Regions from separate parts of the Sus scrofa genome. Here region 1 is linked to region 2. Evidence: chromatin contacts called from public Hi-C data. All regions are on one chromosome and are shown on one strand. The core of a region is the stretch at or near the end of the contact, and the rest is flanking DNA. Distances in the headings are between cores, read along the strand shown.

The links. A called contact is a pair of places that touch in the nucleus more often than the background predicts.
Region 1: a Hi-C map of liver shows a contact between it and region 2, with 4 times the contacts expected there. The contact joins the promoter of PPP1R3C here to the enhancer-like site in region 2. A contact is called at or near these places in 2 of 5 promoter capture datasets (liver and skeletal muscle), 8 of 47 Hi-C or Micro-C datasets (liver, mesenchymal stem cells, retroperitoneal adipose tissue and 1 more) and 1 of 2 datasets of contacts at active chromatin or transcription factors (skeletal muscle).

What each region holds. Positions count from the first base shown.
Region 1 is chr14:103,277,454-103,280,153 of Sscrofa11.1, reverse strand. PPP1R3C (protein phosphatase 1 regulatory subunit 3C) reads left to right here and starts at 1,397. Exons shown (of 2, transcript XM_005671280.3): 1 at 1,397-2,274. The coding sequence starts at 2,261.
Region 2 is chr14:103,204,120-103,206,819 of Sscrofa11.1, reverse strand. No RefSeq gene overlaps it. Among named protein-coding and RNA genes, the nearest start is that of PPP1R3C, 73 kb to the left of the region's middle. Within about 2 kb of position 1,284, at least 6 of the 83 cell types and tissues checked have an H3K27ac peak or open chromatin away from gene starts, as enhancers often do. A contact at or near this core is called in liver, where this site is marked.

The sequences.
Region 1 (2,700 bases), core at 148-2,647, 73 kb before region 2:
TCAAGGCAGGAAGCATGTGAAAGCTTCCAATACCGTTCCTGGAATTGGAAAGTCTTAAGTTATTTAAAAGTGGTTTCTCAACTACAGAAGAAGTCCATGTTCATTGTAGAAAAATTTAAAAAGACAAAAAACAAAATAACAAAGAAAAATTTACTTACTCAAAATCTCACCATCCAAAAGTAAGCACTGTTAACGTTTTGGTAGAGCATATTCTATTTTCTATGTGTGCACATCTTACCACTAAAACAAGATCACAATACTTTTTTTTTTGTTTGTTTTTTTGTCTTTAGGGGGCTGTACTGGTGGCATATGGAGATTCCCAGGCTAGAGGTCTAATTGGAGCTGTTGCTGCTGCCTATGCCAGAGCCACAGCAACACCAGATCTGAGCCGCGTCTGTGACCTACACCACAGCTCATGGCAATGCGGGACCCCCAATCCACGAAGTGAGGCCAGGGATCGAACCCACAACCTCATGGTTCCTACTCAGACTCATTTCCACTGTGCCATGACAGGAACTCCAGGATCACAACACATTCTTACTTTATGTTTCCCCATAACTTTAATTCGTAATAGCCACTCTTTAGCTCAACATAGGATTGTGAGTAGAGGAGAAAAAACCTCAACTCAGTGTCCTAGTTTTGACTCTGACCTAACCAGCCCCTGGCAAGCAGCTCAGCTTCTCTAAGCTTTAGATGCCTCATCTGTGAAATAAAGCCTCTGAAGCCAGTGATACCTAAGGTGCCTTCCTTTTTTTACCATTCTAATCATTGAGAAGTACTTAAAGGAAATGTTAGCAGAGTAAAAACTAAAACTGAAGGCAAGGGCACTTACTTGAGAGCCACCACAGGTTGAACACACACCAGTCACTATGCTGAGTTTTCCCACCCATACAATTTCATTTAATTATCAGAACAACTTCACTATCTCCATTTTACAGGTGAAGGAGTTGATGCTAGAACTTGCCTAGACTCCAGTGTCAAAGACCGTGTCCCTTCAGTTAGTTTTGGTTGGGCTGAGAGGCCAGCAGATCTGCTCTGAGGTGGATGTTTCCTTTCAAAAAAAATCAAGCCCAAGCATTAAGTACCTTCCCCAGGGCTATTTAGCATGAGTTTCCTTTTCTTTAATAACTCCACTAACAATTCTACTGTTTGAGAGTGATTTAAAAGACACAGAGATTTTTGTACATTTTACATTGTACATTTTGTACATTTTAGAGGACTACTGGATAACTAAGAGAGCAGAAAAAGGACAGGGGTTTTATAAAAATAATTTAAACTCGACTTAGAAATACAATTTTATGGTTGTAACTGATGGTCGAAAACCCCCCCAAACTAAACAAAATTACGAAACCTCAGAGAGGGTAATTGGCTTGGGAGAGTCATGAAACTCGCAGTGTGATATTTTAACATTTTGGTTTTCACATCACTGCCAGAGGACATCAGAACAGAATTGAGGGATTTGGATTGACCACTGGTTTTGTGGCTGACTGGCCGCATGAGCGAAAAAGAAAGCCATTTCATTCCTGGCTTTAGTTTTCTCTTCCAGGGAGAAAAACTGAAGAAATGGTCGCAATACAAAGTGTCTTTTAATTAAATGCTGCCTTACTGTCTTATAGGGTTAATATGGTTTATTAACACTGGTTAGATAGGCAGTCTATTTGTGGGTTCACGTTAACACCAAGATGTGACCGACTGCTCAGGCCAAGGAGAGGGAGAAGATGAGCTGATGCACCAAGCAATGAACAAGATAAAAATTTCAAATACAAATGCATTTGGAACGAGCCACAACGTTCTGCACTAAGATTTTACCGTGCACAGAAGCCTTTAGAAGCGAAAGGGATCTCTTTGCGCCGCAGTCCCGCGGTGCTGGCGCCCGGCCCGGGGGAGGGTTTAGGGCTTTCTCTTCTGGCTTGCACCCGCTACGTGCGCCACGGGGTTGCCTCCGCGGCCCCTCGCCCGGGGTTCGCGTTACGCGGCTCGGGCCAGCTGTCCCAGGGGTACCCCGGCGCCCGCGCTTCCCGCACTACCGCAGTCACGTCCACGGGGCCGGGGCTCGAGTCCCAGCTGAACGCTGGTTGGTCGCGCCCTCGAGCTCGCGGCCTGGTGATTGGTCCCAGCCGTTGGCTCACGTGGTCGGGAGCAGATAAGCGGCCTCTCGGGCGCCGCACCCACAATCCGCCAGAGCTGCCGCCCAGTGGGTACCGCGGGGAGCCTGGTGCGAAATTACGCAGGTAGTGGAGTGCCGCCGCCCCTCTGCCTGATGAGCTGCACCAGGTAGGTTCCCTGCAGACTCTCCGCCTGGGCTCCGAGAGAGCGCGCAGCTGGGGGGAGGTTGGGCTGCGTTTTCCTTCCGTCATCACTGCAAATGGAGAACCCAGGAGAGGGCAAGTAGACTGACTGCTGGCACCGGGGATAACTCCAAGGAGTGGAGATTTCCCATGTGCTTTTTAGGCAGAGCTGGTGTTGGTAAATGGCATCTTAAACCAGAAACTGTCCTAACGTGAGTCAGCTTTAGTTCAGATTCCGTAAGGGATTCTGACCGCATCTTTTTTGTCCCGCACAAATGCCTCAAGGACTAGGACAGCTTAGCTCGTGGGTACAGCGCTCTGAGACTGCTGGTTGGATTGTTTAGCTTTGGGGAAAAACTGCAGGACGATGTTTGCACTCCTGGGTGTTCAGCTCTTCTTATGACGGTTTGCC
Region 2 (2,700 bases), core at 35-2,534:
CATGAACTTATAGAAGCATGAGGTTTACGTGTACACACATGACCACATGAGTGTGCACATGTCTATGGATGAGGGAGGACGTCTCAAGGGAGAATGGCACTTTGGGTGCAAATTCCAGTCATGGGTCATGTCCTGTATCCCTCGCCCCTTGGAAAGAGCTCTCAAGGGAAGGGACCTTACTTGAGAGTTTTGACTGAAACATGGCCTGCATCACAGGTGTGGGCTGTTCCCGGGCTCCTAGTTAACCAGAAGAACTCAAATGAAAGGCTAGAGGAGAAGCTGCTGCCTTGCAGCCAAGACCATTGGTGGTTTAGAGGCTTTTCCGGGAAAACCCACATCCCCTCAGCATAGTGTTTGTGGGGCACCTCACAGTGTATAGAGAACTGTGTGCAGTAGGAAATTTTTCGGGTGTGGGGGAGATGGCTGCACAAAAGAACTTGGAAACCTCAGCCTATGTAGGTCAGATGCCTTCTGTAGGCAGAGCTGTTTCTCTCTCAGACCCAGCAGGATTTCCCAGGCACCAGGGCTTCCTGAGTTTGATGATGGCTCAGTGAAGTGGTTAAAGCTGGTTTCTTAGACCTGGGTTTTCAAATTCCCATCAAGGGCTCCAAGAGTCCCTTCCTAGCCATTGGGGTTTAGAATTTTTTCTAAAGCAAGTTACTGTGCATGTGTGTATGAGTGTGCACACGCACATGCACAACACCTAAGAGGCAGGGCTGCCCCTCTGAGGGGATGAGCCAAGCTTGATCAAGGGTTGTGCTGGCTGCACCTGGCCACAAACCAGCACACACACCATCTCTGCCATAGAGGCCGGCTGTTCCAGTGAGCTGACGTCCTCCCTGCCCTAAATGCTAGTGTCCCTTCTTCCCCCTGTGCTGTTTAGCAGCAGGTTGGGGAGTGGAGAGAAAGTGGGGCTCCCCATGTCATCGGACCCTCTCCTTTGGAAGGGTTTCTGGGGGTAAGGCACTGTAATAGGCTGGCGGGAATGGCAGGTGAAGGTGCTTTGGCATTTTTGCTACTTCTGGGTCCTGCCAGTGGGTAGGTCTGCCCTCCAAGAACTTGGGGCACAGAGGGAAGGAACTGTGGCCACTCCCCACCCCCAGCCCCCAGAAGCCAGGAAGAAGAGGGCAAAAGAGAGAGGGAGGGGAAACAGACGTTTCCTTAGAGGGCTTTCCAAAAATCCAGGAGGGACCTTGTCCAGCGCTCTCCTAACCACCTCCGGGCATGTGGCTGTGTGTGCTCAAGCCTTCACCAGGGCGAACTTGGGTTTCGTAATCAGAATGATCCTGGCCTCTGCAGCTCTCCTCTGTGCATAACCCGGGGGCGCTGCCATTTCTGTCTTCACTTGTGCTTCTCCTGTCTGCGCCTTCTTAGTTCTGGCAGACTCTCCCTCTAGCCTCCCAACCCCAGTCTCTGTTTCTGGGGGCTGGGGTGGGATGGGAGTGAGGCTTCTCCTAGTCATTCTTGTCTCTGGTTTCCCCTATGCACTTCAGCTGGACCCCAGCCACACCGCTGCCCACAGCTGGCGGGGCTCATCAACCTCAAACTGTTGTTTTCAAGACTCACCCCCCACCCAAGCCTCTTCACACTTAATAGCCAGATTTCCTGGTTTTCTTTGCCCTGTTTGGTTTCCCTAATGGGCCCTGAATAGACAGACTTCATCTCTGCTCACAGGGGCCTTGCTGCGGTTCTTACCCCTCCTGCTTTAGTCTAAAGCTGACTCTTTAAAGCCCACAAGTCCTAGAAGCTTTGGGAAGTCTTTCTTTTCACTTCAGCCCACAGTGACCACCCCATTCCCTGAATCCTACTCCATATTTGGCTCAGAACCACCACGGTTTTGCTTCTCATTGTTTTTAGGCTCCCTTAGGACGTGCATCTCACCTTTTACTTCCTGGCCCAACCCTAGGCTGAGGGTCTTTGAAATGGGAAAACTACATCAAAAGATTAGGAAAGAGTACTTAAACAGCCCAGAATCTTCCGTGGCTACGTTCACGTTTGGTCATGCTAGGTTTTGCCAACATTATGGCAGACACTGGGATATTCAAGTGTTTGGAGCCATTATCTAGTTTCTCCTCCTCACATGGACATAGCCCAGGTGGCTACAGAGTCATAGAACAGTGAAAGCAAATTTGGGAGTCACTTCTTGGCTCATTCTGTGATGTGATGAATGATCAACCATCGAAGTGGTTACACAGCCAGGTTCTTTCATCCGCCCCCAAGCCAAAACCCTGACACACAAAGGTTTGCAACAAAGAGAGAAATTATTCGCAAAACAGCCAAGCCAAGAGAGAAAAAACCTTAAGCCCGCCTACTTGAGGAGCCTCGGGTATTTATAGGCTCATGAATAAAGTAGCAGGGCGCTCTGAGGCGTGGTGAGCGCGGGAAAGCTGATTGGGAAAGGTTCAGCACTCCTTCTGCTCAGGTGCAACTAGGCTTTGGGCCTCGGAACATTCAAAAGGTCACCCAGCGGGCACTCGCGCATGCCCGGTTGGAGGGTCGGCAGTCCCCATCATCTTAACGAGCTCAGCTCCAACTAGACACAGCTGTCCCCAAGTTTCTGGAAAACAGCCCCGGCAAACGTCTTATTATTTAGGCTACCTGCAACTTGAAGGACTTGTTAGTCTTAAAGCAACCTTGATTAGTGAGGGCAGACCAAATGGATTTGGCTAATCATGACTTAGTGTTTCACACGGAAGCCAA